Linked DNA regions of Mus musculus: region 1 is linked to region 2. A link is a contact called in public ChIA-PET data. All regions are on one chromosome and are shown on one strand. Each heading gives the region's core, a stretch centred on a gene start, on an enhancer-like site or on the middle of the called end of the contact. The rest is flanking DNA. Distances are from core to core; before and after follow the strand shown.

Region 1 (6,339 bases), core at 3,110-5,609, 140 kb after region 2:
TGGTTGGTGTCCACCGCTGTTTCCGGAACATTCTTTGCTGATGTAAATCTAAGCCATGCTAGCTGAAACTTAACACAAGACCTTAAAGCTGTGTATAGTACTAGCTACTTCATGGGTTCCCATTTGTCACCTACTCCTTCCAAAAGCCCTTCAAAATAATGGTCAAAATGATAGGAACACATGAGGCTATGTGCACAGATGCCTACACACAAACATGCACATACATGAGTGCGTACACACACACACAAACTTTTTTTTTTGAGACAAAGTTTTACTCTATAGCCCAGGCATCACTGGATCTACCTACCTGTCTATCTATCTATCTATCTATCTATCTATCTATCTATCTATCTACCTATCATCTATCTATCTCTATCTATCCCTCCATTTATCCATTCATCTATCCATGTATCTATGTAGCTTTTGCAAAGGAAAACCATATTGCCATTCTCCTGAGAATTAGACTCCCAGCTATCCTCTGTGACAAGCCTGTGTATGGTAATGACTTTCAGAAAAAGCAAAGCATCTCACTTCAATTCATATCATATCATATCATATCATATCATATCATATCAATTCTCTCTCTCTCTCTCTCTCTCTCCCTCTCTCTCTCTCTCTCTCTCTCTCTCTCTCTCTGTGTGTGTGTGTGTGTGTGTGTGTGTGTGTCTGTGTGTGTGTGTGTGTTTCTGGGGGAAGGGGGGCTGCAGAAGTGTAGCAAAGCTACCCTGGTAATCTGCATGGCTCCTTGATGTTTTAATGCCTCAGTTACAAATAAGCTAAATTGCTGGTACTTGCCAAATATTTAGGCTAAGGGGGTGTACTGGGTAGTTTTGTGTCAACTTGACACAGCTGGAGTTATCACAGAGAAAGGAGCTTCAGTTAAGGAAATGCCTCCATGAGATCCAACTGTAAGGCATTTTCTCAATTAGTGATCAAGGGAGGAGGTCCCCTTGTGGATGGGACCATCTCTGGGCTGGTAGTCTTGGGTTCTGTAAGAGAGCAGGCTGAGCAAGCCAGGGGAGGCAAGCCAGTAAAGACCATCCCTCAATGGCCTCTGTATCAGCTCCTGCACCTTGCCCTGCTTGAGATGCAGTCCAGACTTCCTTTGGTGATGAACAGCAGAGTGGAAGTGTAAGCTGAATAAACCCTTTCCTCCCCAATTTGCTTCTTGGTCATGTAGGAATAGAAACCCTGACTAAGACAAATTGGTACCAGCAGAGTGGGGTATTCCTGTGACAACCTGACCATGTTTTGGGGAGGACTGTGGAAGGACTTGGAACTTTGGGCTAGAAGATCCATTTGGTGTTAAGAGCTCTGTCACCTGTTGTGTAGGAGCTTGGAAGATAATGTTGAGAACAGTGCAGAAGATGGAGGCCTGGCTTGTGAAATTTCAGAGGGAAAATTAAAGACTCTTTTAAGGGCCAGTGCTATTTTGGAGTTTGATTATTCTGTGGTTCTGGTTAGCTGGGCTGGAGAATCAGCTGTGATTAACAAGATACCAGAACTACTAAAGCAAAACCTATGCAGTACTGGGACTATTGATACTGGTTAGCTGGAGCTAAGAAAATTAGCGGTGATTAAGAAGAGACCAGCATCGTTGAGGTGACATCTTCTGGGAAGTGTTTTCTGAAAGCACAAAGAGGCTGTGTTCCAGAGATAGCCAAGGTTGTACTCTTGCTGCAGCAGGACTTGGTAATATGTAAGGGTCACCCAGGTGGTACTGGTTTTGAAGGCATGAAGGGGTCATGCAGAGCAGCTGAGGCTCAGCACTGTGAGAGGCCATGGAAGGCCATTGGTGAAGGTGCAGCCTCAGTTGCAATTGATGGCCCAGGACTACAGGGGTCATGCAGTGTTTTAGAGTTGCCAGTACCATGAGATGACCACCAAGAGCAGCAGCAGTGGAGGAGCCCAGAAGATCGTGAGTTGGATCCCAGACACTGGATGGTTGGAGGTTGGTTTTAGCTTTTGATTGTGACTGTGCCCTGGTATTTTTCCCCTCTTGAAGGAAGTTTTTTTAGTGAAGCCCACAATTAAGAGACTTTTAATTGTAAAGACTTTGGATTTTAAGAGAGATTGAAATTTTAAGAATTTGTAAAGACTGTGGGACTTTTAAAGTTATTTAGATCTTGGGGATGAATAAGAAACTAAGGGTTGAGGCTTACTAGTGATGTGTTTGTGTGTCAAGTTGACAAGGGGTCAATTGTACTGGCTGGTTTTGTGTCAACTTGACACAGCTGGAGTTATTACAGAGAAAGGAGCTTCAGTTGAGGAAATGCCTGCATGAGATCCAACTGCAAGGCATTTTCTCAATTAGTGATCAAGGGGGAAAGGTCTCTTGTGGGTGGGACCATCCCTGGGCTGGTAGTCTTGGGTTCTGTAAGAGAGCAGGCTGAGCAAGCCAGGTGAGGCAAGCCAGTGAGTAACATCCCTCCATGGCTTCTGCATCTGCTCCTGCTTCCTGACCTGCTTGAGTTCCAGTCCTGACTTCCTTTGGTGATGAACAGCAGTATGGAAGTGTAAGCTGAATAAACCCTTTCCTCCCCAATTTGCTTCTTGGTCATGCAGGATTAGAAACCCTGACTACGACAGGGGGTAAGTTAGCTCTTCAGGCTGGTTGTCTTGTTGGTTTTCTCTGCCTTTTCATTTTCCAGGAGGAAGCTTAGCCATTCGTTTCAGAGTTGCATTCATTCCCTGAAATCTACAAATGAACTAGGCTAATCTGAATATGAGCAGGGATTAGTAATCACTCTGTTGACTGAGTGAAGTATCTTTGGTGTCATGAGATCACAGTCAGTGACACTTGATCATCATGGAGCATCACTTGCCTTCTATCTCTGTTCCTTTGAGCTGTCCTGTATTTCATTGATCTGAAGCCAGCAAATGCCTTTCTTTGTAAAGTACCCACCATTTCAATAGGAAAATAAGAAAAGCCTGCATGAATGCATTGTTCTTTTTGGACATCACTCTCAAAAGGTTTTGCAAGGGAAACCATCATGCGCAAACCTGCCATTCTCTCTCCTGAGGATTAGACTCCAGGTGATCCTCCGTGACAAGCCTGTGTGTGGTCATGACTTTCAGATAACATCATTTTAGAAAAAGCAAACCATCTCGCTTCAGTTCAATTCCCTCCCTTGGAAGCCAGGTCTACCATATTCAAATTGTGCTGGCTTTTATGTTGCCTCCTGGTTGTGCTCACACCTGTGGGAGGCACCATGTGAGGTCCTCATTACTAACATGCATAGCTATTCCATGCTCTGGGAATAACTTTCCCAGGAATCAGACTCAGCCACGTACAAGGAAAGTCTACAGTTTTAATCTTAACAAAGAGGAAGTGAATCAAAAGGCCTAATTCTTGCAGGATCCCTGTTGAGAAATGTGAGCTAATCAAAGCCAGCTTGGGAGTAGGATGTCCCAACTCGTGACTGCTGGAGCCTGGACAGGATGTGACTTTGACTCTTAAGCACTAGGCTGTGTACTTCCCAAGGAGATTGGCATTTGATCTTTGTGAATAAGCCTCTACTGAGGGCTTGGAAGGGGACTGGATGAGGGAGGGAGACCAGGGGAGGGAGCAGGGAATGAGCTAGTCAGACTATGAGAGCCTCAGAGAATCCCTCTGTAGTTTATATAATGCTCTTTGGCTTCTTGTAGCCTTGAAGATAAATATGGACTTGTATGCATCTCACAGCAAGTCTCTTTGACAGTACCAACCTCATTCTTATTTCCCATTATCCAACCATAAATTCATATATAAAAGAGTCAGTCAAGGAAGACAGGTGCTTAAGAGAGCCAGTAACTTCTCCGGAACCACATTCCAAGGTCAGCTCCTTGCTCGCTGTATAAATAGTTCATTTCACCTCTATAAACCTGTTTCCTCAGCAGTAAAAATGGGAATAAAACAGTAATAACAATATCGTTGGTCCTTTTGAGAGTCTCATATAGCCCAGGCTGGCTTCGAACTCCTGGTTCTCCTGTTTTCACCTCTCAAGTGCCAGAATTACAAAGGTGTTCATTCCATCACACTCACCTTGGAAATAATTATGTTAAATACAATTAGTCCATGTAGAGATAAAGGGGTCGTCTGCTCCCTTTAATCTTCACTCACTCGCCTGGTCCTCAAGGTCCTGCCCCTTTTCCATATTCCCAGTCATCATCACACACTCAAGAAGCTAAGAATGCTGACACAACTGCAGGATGGTGAGAAGGGCGGTAGACTTTCCCTTTGAGCTAGCCGAGGCTGTCTCCCACGAAGAGAGCAAAGACAAGGAAGGAGTCTGAATCTGCATTTTCTATCTGTGTGCCAGAAATAGTTAAAACTATTTCCAGTCCATGCTTGGTTACACTGTGGGATTCCCCTTGGGCAGGCTGTGATTACAGGGGGCAGAGAAAAGAATCTTCAATTCCTCCCACTCACAGAGTGCAGAGAAGGCTGTGTGTACTCGGACAGAGCCCTGTCATTCCTGACAACTCGAGTCTTCCTTCTGCGGGGTCATCCTTGGCTCCTAGTAACCCTCGGATGCAGGCTCCGGAGGTTTAGACAGTTTTCTACGGGCATGTAAACCAAAAGTTTGAATCTGGGTGATTATTATGCTCTGTGTCTGTGGAGTCATAACTCAAAGATTCTTTGTTTCTAACATTTCTCAGGAGAGAGAGAGAAAAAAAAAAGCTATCACCCACTTGAATTAAAAAAAAAAAAACCAAACCGAACTGAACAAAAACACCCACCAGATGACGTGCCTTGGCCCGCTCTTCTGTCAATAGCCTCTTTTCTTCACACAGCTTGGGGGTGAGACGGCCAGCATCTACTCTCGTCCCCAGAGAGCAGAGCCCAGAGCTGCAGTTTCCCACTTCCTTTCTTTGGCCTGAATGAGAGCAACCTGCTCAGCCCCACCCTCAAGGACTTGGGCTTGTGCAGTTCCTGCTGTGACCCCGCCCCCCCCACCGGAGCCCACCTTCCTCCTTTACCCCCCTCCCCGCCCCCCACGAGCCCGCCTTCCTCCTTTGCCTCTTCCTTTGAAGGTCCCAGGTGGGAGAATGAGATGCTGGGACCCTTTAGATCATAATACCTAGTCAGGAATGAGAAACACCCTTGAGAGTGGACTAAGTCCGAGGAACTGACAGATGTGGTTGCTTCAGTGTAAGTTGGAGCTGGGGTGATGAGGTGCTGATGCTGGGTCTACCTTGTGGGCCTTACTGGAAGGAGCTAAAAACCTAGGAAGGAGGAGCTCTGTTTTGCGATTATTAGAGAGTCAGTAGTTCAAGGCCAGCCTGGGCTACATAAGAATCTAAAAAAAATAAAAAATAAAAAACGATCTGGTTTATTTTATATTTTAAAATTATTTTGTGCTGAGGCAGATGCACCTGGGGAGGCTGAGGCAGGAGGAGCACCATGAATGGATGAAAGAAAAATGAGGACATGACTGCTCCGAGGTATGGTTGAGGAGAGGGGTTTTACTGTAGATCTGAGGGAGAGAACAGCCAGAGACAAGAGTCCAGACTGAATGTGGTCATCAGACCAAACTGGGCTTGTGGGGTGTGTGTGTGTGTGTGTGTGGGGGGGGGGGGGGTTAGTGAGAGGAATAGAAGAGAGGGCAAGCAGACCAAGAGAGATCCCGGAGCAGAACCAGTCAAGAGCCAAGTGGGCATGTCCAAAATGGCTGAGTTATATGGGGAAGGAAGAGGTTTAGGGTAGAAGTAGCCTGGGTTTCTTTGAGACCTAACAAAGGCAACATATTCAGAGGTTTTAGGGATCAGGGCTTGGCAATCCTTGTGGGGGGCGGGGGGAGGAGCATACTCTGTTGCTCATTTGACCCCACCCCCACCCCCACCCCCGTGACTTTCCTATTGGCCTTCATCCTGTGGTGGAGGTACTCGAGTCTAGGCTGTCTGAGGATGGATGGAGCTCAGGGATTGTACTTGCTTAAGCAAGCAACTGCTCTGCATACCCAGCTCTCTCTCTTTCTTTCTCTCTCTTTTTTTTCCTTTTGGTTAAATTCTCACTTGATTAGTCTAATTAGTTCAGGCTGGCCTTGAACTCGAGGTCTTCCTGCTTCACTATAATATAATATAATATAATATAATATAATATAATAGTTTACCACTACACCCAACTTACTTTTTTTTTCATTGATTTTAATTTCTATTGTTTTAACATATATAAAAAAATAAATGTAATAAGCCAAATACATGGACAAAAATACAAGAATCATATGATCATCTCAATGGAAGGAAAAAGAAAAGAAACGAAACGGAAAAGTCTTTGAAAAGATTTAAAATGCATTTTTAAAAAAGATATATTTTATGTATGTGAGTACACTGTTGCTCTCTTCAGACACACCAGAA
Region 2 (6,849 bases), core at 3,517-6,016:
GTGAGAGATAGAGACTAGAACATAGTGACAGGGACGGACTATCGGAGCATACAGAGAGTGCAAGAGAATAGCAAGGGAGGAGGGGTCCTGTTTATAAGGAGGAGGAGGAGCTGGGAAGAGGAAAGGTCTAGGATGCTATCATGAACTTTGAAATGTATAACAGGCACATATAGTATTGAAGGAGTAGAGGCCAGCTTTGATATGCTGATGGGCACCATAGGTGGCCATAGGTGGCTTTAGCCAGAGATAGGGGAACTGGCTTCACAAGTTCCTGAGGAATGCTGGCTTTTATCTACCCACCAGAAATCCTCCTATCACTGAGGTTGATCTCATCTCTTACTCTATCGGCAGCCTGTGAGACCGAACACATGTGTGCACATGTATATTCACAAGGGCACGTTCAGGCTCCCCTTGAGAAGGCCTTACTTAAGATGAGACACTCCAGCTGATGACTAGAAATGAGGAAGGCTGTCAAGCCAGGAATATTCCATACTAAAGGAGCAAAGACTCTACACCCCCACACCTGGTGGTCTAGGCCAAAGGAATCCACTCATGTCTGTTGTTTTGCCTCTGGGACAGGGACTACAGTCTACTCTGTCCTGCCTTCCACTGCCTTTCTCCATCACCCTGACTCCTAAATATTAGCCACAGAGGGTAACAGGTATTCATTTTAGTCCATACACCACGAACAAGAAACACCAAGTTTTCTAGTCTTGCAAACAGTTTGGTCTCAGTGGTTGTTTTTGTTTTTGTTTTTGTTTTGTTTTGTTTTGAGATTCCCTCCGACCCAGGGTTCGCAGAGGAAGGTGCCATGCTTTTCCTGAGGGCCTACCTCCAGTGGTCCTCTGCAATGCCATGGTCCTGGCCTTCACAGGCTCTTCAAAACTGAAGTCTGGGTATGTGTAGAGTCTGTCTGAATTAGCAAGTGTCTACTCACATAGACTCAACGCCTTAGGCAAACAGAAAACACGAATTGATTCTGAGAGTCCCCTTAAACAGGAAGTTCCAATAACCAGATGTGGAGGCACAAGCCTGCAATTCCAGCTCTCTGGAGGGCTGAGTCAGGAGGCTTGCAATAAGCTCCAGGCCAGCCTGGGCTATACAGAAAGTTCCAGGCCAGCCGGAGCTATATATAGCTCAAAACAAAGACAAACAAAGCAAAACTTCAGAAGGGCAGGGATTTTTATTTGATGATCTTGCCCTAAGTGTCCAGAACCATTGTGGACCTTAGATGATGCTTCTTAAGTAACTTAAGCCGTGAATGGCTCTGTTTCATTGTCTGCACTTGGATTTCAAACTTTTGTTTTGTCTCCTTAGCTATGCTTGTTTCAGGTTTATTCTTAACTCTTCTTTGCAAAGAAGGGAGATCCCCCTTGCTGCCTGGACTAATGTCCTACTCATCCATGGGAAACTGTTTTCCAAGCCTCGGGCTGCTTGGGGATGTTGTCTCTAAGCTCCACACGCATCCTAGAAAGATTTGAACTTCCTCCCTGATCTCAGCTTTGCTGGGCAGAGCTAAGCCTGACCTGAAGAGTTTATTGTTGCTGTTATTACTGCTTTGAGAAAAGATCTCACAGTGCCCAGGCTGGTGGAGAACTCAGCCTCCCCCAAGTGCTGGATTAAGATAATATTTATTATAGAAGTGTGTGGGCTTATAATCCCAGCACTCTGAAGATAGGAACATTGGGAGTTTAAGGTCATCTTCTGCTACATAATGAGTTGAGACCAGCCTGGGCTACATGATACCCTGTATCAAAGCAAATCGTGTGTGTGTGTGTGTGTCTAGATTATAAGGACAAAACAAGATCATGTTAGGCTGGGATTTACCTGCTGTAAATTTGGGTTTCAACCCAGGCTTCCCGGTGTATGACTCACTGCATAATCCCTGCTCCAGCCTGGACCATCTCCCTGTCCTGAACGTCCTGTTCCTCTAAAATGTTCTCCACCGTGCCTGCCTACAGAAAAATTACTCATCCCTCTGGGCCAGGGCTGCCACAGCCTGCTCTCACCCTTGCCAGAGTTCATATCTCCTTCACATCCACGAACTCTCTCTTTTCTATTCCCATAAGAAAAACCTTGTCATCTGTCCAGCTCACTGTCCACAGGTCTGTCCTTTGGCTAAAGGTAACTTGCTTTAGGACAAGGAAGCTGCCCCATGAGAAAGCTCATGACCACCACCCGTGCTTGCTTATTGCATGGCCTCACATGCAAACAAACAAAAATGTTCACTGGGTACTCATTGGTGAAGAAAAATAAGGCTGTGCCAGGTTTCCAAGTGCCCACTGCCTCTTCTCACTCCTTAGTCTAGGGCAGTCCTTGGGCAATGTGATGTGTGATGTGTGAAGAACAGACCTTGGTCTCAGGGTTTATGCCAGCAGAGGCCGAATATCACTCAGTCTAGAATAAGCAGAAGGGAATGTGGCCATGAATGAGCATGGAGGCACCCTAACATGGAGAAAAGGTCACTGTTCCAAAGGCTAGGACCTCTGCTTCCAGTCCAGTGTCACTGCCAGCTGTGTGAGCTGTGGCCTGTGGGGAGCTTGTCCCTTCCCAAAGCCCGGCAACTTCACCTATTTTAGAAGAGCAATGCCACCCCCTTCCTTACCCCTTCCACCAGGTGTGTGCGTGTGGTGAAGGGAAAGCCATAGCACCTGTGTGCTTTGCTGTCCTCCTGCAGTGGTAAGGACAGGACACATGGCACACTGCTCTTTGGTAATAGCTCTGTAAACACAGACAGTAGGATTCAGTAAATGTAGACTATCGGCTGGAATGAACAATCCAGGAAAGGCATGTTGGGTGGAGTTCCTGAACTCTAAGTGCTAGAAGGATTCAGCTTTGCCTCCCGTCAAAAACAATTCCCAGGGGTAGCGAGATAGCTGATGGGTAAAGGCGCTTGCTACCAAATAGGAGGACCTGAGTTTGATCCCTGGGACCCAGGTAGTGGAAGGAGAGAAATATACTCCTGAAGGTTGCCCTCTGACCTGCACACCCTTGCAGTGCATAGCATGTGCACACACACACATGTAAATAAACAAAAATATTTGAAGTCGCAATTCTGCTCCCCTTTTACACCATCAAATGCAGCCCGAGTTTGCTGCGATGATCGAAGCGACTGAATGTCACACTGCAGAAGCAGAAGTATGGGAGCGGTTGGCGTGAGAGAGGCTTCAGGATTGCCCATGCATCCTGAAGAGTTTATTCAACCCCTATGTGGTGGCATGCCCTTTGTATCAGTCAGCTTTCTCTCTCGGCTCTGGGGCTGTAATGTGTAGCCCAGCAGTGGGGTGTCATTGCTCATAGTTCTTTCATTATTTCTATTTTACTGGCTCTTTGATTTTTATGTAGCCAAGGCTTACCTTGAACTTGCTATGCAGCCAAAGATAGCCTCCCTCTCCCAAGTTCTGGGATTATAGGTATGGCTCACCATACCTAGCTTGTTCCTATTTTATATTTCTATAGGTGTAGTTATGGATCCGTTCTATGTAGCTTCATCCTAGGACTCAGGATGGGAAAGGCACCCACATGTGTGGTGCATGGTCACTGATAGAGGAGTAAAAGGCACCGGCAGAGCCACACGTGACTCACACAATTCACACTTGGCTATGCCACCTGTTGTTTATGTTCCCTTGGGCCTGGCGTGGGAGCGATAGGGCAATCCACCCTTCCCATGAAGTAACTCTGAAAGTTTCTTGGCATGGAATGAGCATATATAATTATCTCATGAGGGATGCAGAAAACAATGAGAAGGACAGCGCAGTGCCACAAAGCTGTCATGAGTAGTGTCTAATATTAATCTTCTAATAACCCTATGACATATCTCTGCATTAGAGTATAGACAATTGAGAGTTGGCATGACTATCTAACATGCCCAAAATGTAGCCAGTAATTGGCTCAAGTGTCTGGCTTGAAGCTGGATTTGGTGGCATTTAACTAGCTTTGGGCTTGCCTGCAGCTTCTCGAGGACTCATTGTACAGAGATGTTGTCATTGAACAAACATTTATAAAGCAGTTACTGTGTGCCTGGTGCTGGAAACATGGTGATGTGCAACTAGATATTCTTCCTAAACCTCTGAGCATAAAATAAAACCAGAAATGTGAAGCACAAATTGGGTGCAGGGCAGAGCAAGAGCAGACCCAACACTCTGTGGTCCTAACCCTGGTGACGGCATAGACACTGACAGCCAAAACACTGTAGCATGAAGCTCTTGTCAAGGTCCTGCCTGGAGGAGCCAGTGCTGAGAACAGTTCCCCATCTAGAGTTCTAAAGGGCACTCACAGGAAGTCAGTGTCTGTGGGCATGTGCCCAGCCTTCTGTCTACAAGACTTGTCAAACCAGGCCTGTATGTCAGGACCTTCCTCCCTCCTGTGTGCTTCCTACTGTGATGTTTGATCCAAGGTCCTGCAGCGTCCCTCCTGGGCTCTAGCTCTGCCTTATACACAGTCAAAACCGTGCACATCACAACACCAAAGACCCAGCAGCCTCCACGTCAACCTAAGAGAGAAAGAGAAACCAGATTTAGTCTGCTTTTGAATCAGCACGGTGACACAGATGGCTTAAAACTGACAGAATAAGCCTTGATCCCTGTCCTTTTTAATGTCAGGGTGATAAAAAAGAAGGGAAGAAATTCTCCTGGTGTGGTTGGCAAAGCGACTGTAATAATAATAAACAACACTTATTTTAGTCATAGGGCTCCAGTACCAAAGCATGGGGCTCGACATTAGCCTGACTCTACAGGAAAAGTGATGACATAGTCAGCCGTTGCTCATCAAAAGAGGTGGCTTGTGGGCTGAGAAATAAGCCACTTAGAAAGTAAGACACGTGTCCCACAGCTGAGTCTCTGGCCAGATCCCACATCTGTAGAGAAATGGTTTTGTAAGAGGTGACGCTCCTCTCAGCTTGGTTGCGGTCCACCTACATTTTAGATCATTTTGCAAAGCCAAGTATATATGTATATACGTACACACACATACACCTGCATAGTTGTGCATGTTACTCAGTGTCTAGACCCACCCCCACCCCCCAAATTAAAAAATAGGATGAATATGGAGGAGTGCATGTGAGGAGACTGTCTCACACTTGATTAGGAAGGCCATGACCCACTGTCTTCAAGACTGACTTCAGGGAAGTCAGTGATCTAATTCAATCCCAACTTAATAGCCAGAAACTAGGGGAGCTGAAGATGTTAAGTCCCAGCCTGAGTCCAAAGGTCTAAGGAGATATAGCAACCAGGGCTGGGCGTCTTAGTGGAAGCAGACAACACATTAACCCTTCCTTCACATGTTTGCTTCATCACGCCCTCAACAGATTGGATAGTGCCCGTCACACTGGTGAGGGCAGACCTTTACCTCGTCTTCCAGTATATCACTAACCCTTAGGGAGCCAGCTTCTCAGATATGTCCAGAAACGATGCTTTTACCACCTATCTGGGTATCTCTCAGCCTGGTCCACTTCACAAATAGAGTTAGGCATTACCTGTATGTACACACAAAGTATGTATATGCACAAACGCTCTCACCAGACACACACATCTGAGATTTGATCTGAAAACTACAGATACCAATGTGCTTTGAATTCGGACTCTTTTACAAGTTCTGCTTCTTGGAGCTGGGCAGATGAATCAGTGTGGTGACCCTTTGTTTAGATAGCTGAAGTCTGCCAGTCTGATTTCCCTGAATCCTTTCCATTTTAAAGTCAGAGTGATTTAAAAGATGGTTGGAGTGAGGGAGATCCACCAGCATTGTTTAAAAGGTACACCATAATAACTTAAAAAAAAAAACGCATTTTGATTTTAGCCAATGCATTTGACTGAGCAGTTAAGAGTATTTGCTGCTCTTGCAGATGAGCCAAGTTCAGTTTCCAGAACTTGGTCAGGGATCTCACAGTCAGGCAACTCCAGCTCAAGGAGATCTTATGCCCTCTTTTGGCCTCCACAGGTACAAAGTTCCATCTTGGGGGAAGGGTGGGCAGAGCTCCGTTAAACAGAGAGTTTGCCTAGCACACAAAATACCATGGGCTCAGTCTCTAGCACTGGATCCGCGGGGCATGGTGGTGCATGCCTACAATCTCAGCACTCGGAAGGCTGAGGCAAGAGAATTGAAGTATGAGATCTTTATTTAATTACACAAAGAATTTGAGACAGCCTAAACTACTTGAAACCCTGCCTCAAGACAAACAAAAAGACAAAAACAAAAACAAAACACACACACAAAACAAAACAAAAACAACAACAACAAAACTTTGGAAAGCAGGGCATAGTAACTCATACCTGTAATCTCAACACTCAGAAGGCTGACTGAGGCAGGAGGATTTCCATGAGTTTGAAGCCAGTCAGGACTACACAGTGAGTTCTAGACCAGCTTGAGCTTCAGAGTGAGACCCACCTTAACAAAAACAACCAACCAATCAACTCTGTCTTAGAAAGGAGTCTCTTCTCAGAAGGACAAGCAGACAGACTCAGCCCCGACTGTTGAGTAGGGAGTCGGCAGACAGTGGGCCCTTGCAGAAGCAAGGAAGAACTGTGTGGAGTTGGGCCCACCGAACCTCTCTGTTTTGAGGGCCAGCCTCAGGAGAAGAGCAGATCAAGTGTCTGGTTTGCCATATCTGAGGAATCAACATAAACCATAATCTGTGATCACACAACAGCTGCTCTAACTGACACTGGGCCTTCCAAGTCAGGCCACCCAACAGCCAGCTACGGATGGGGAAACGGCTCACAGACCCCCTACCACATACTGCTAAGCTATTGGCTACTGTGATGGCCATATCTGTTTTTTCTGATGACTGATTGATACAGGAGCTGCTTGATGTGGAGGGTGCTTCCCACGGTGGCGGGTGCCATTCCTGGGGCT

The links. ChIA-PET counts read pairs in DNA pulled down with a chosen protein or histone mark.
Region 1: an RNA polymerase II ChIA-PET map of memory CD8 T cells shows a contact between it and region 2, with 50 read pairs. The contact joins two enhancer-like sites. A contact is called at or near these places in 6 of 39 promoter capture datasets (the C10 cell line, the HPC-7 cell line, cranial neural crest and 2 more), 2 of 15 datasets of contacts at CTCF or cohesin (CD8 T cells and the NIH/3T3 cell line), 10 of 484 Hi-C or Micro-C datasets (Sertoli cells, cerebral cortex, double positive thymocytes and 5 more), 6 of 115 datasets of contacts at active chromatin or transcription factors (CD8 T cells, the SCID.adh cell line, embryonic stem cells and 3 more) and 4 of 9 other capture datasets (adipose tissue, embryonic stem cells, liver and 1 more).

Annotation. Positions count from the first base shown.
Region 1 is chr4:57,862,837-57,869,175 of GRCm38.p6, forward strand. The region is part of intron 8 of Pakap (paralemmin A kinase anchor protein); the gene reads left to right. Among named protein-coding and RNA genes, the nearest start is that of Gm26138, 11 kb to the right of the region's middle. Within about 2 kb of position 4,360, at least 115 of the 459 cell types and tissues checked have an H3K27ac peak or open chromatin away from gene starts, as enhancers often do. A contact at or near this core is called in CD8 T cells and memory CD8 T cells, where this site is marked.
Region 2 is chr4:57,726,600-57,733,448 of GRCm38.p6, forward strand. The region is part of intron 6 of Pakap (paralemmin A kinase anchor protein); the gene reads left to right. Gm35099 (a long non-coding RNA gene) reads right to left here. Exons shown (of 4, transcript XR_003955209.1): 4 at 3,482-4,492. Among named protein-coding and RNA genes, the nearest start is that of Gm35099, 26 kb to the right of the region's middle. Within about 2 kb of position 4,767, at least 77 of the 459 cell types and tissues checked have an H3K27ac peak or open chromatin away from gene starts, as enhancers often do. A contact at or near this core is called in CD8 T cells and memory CD8 T cells, where this site is marked.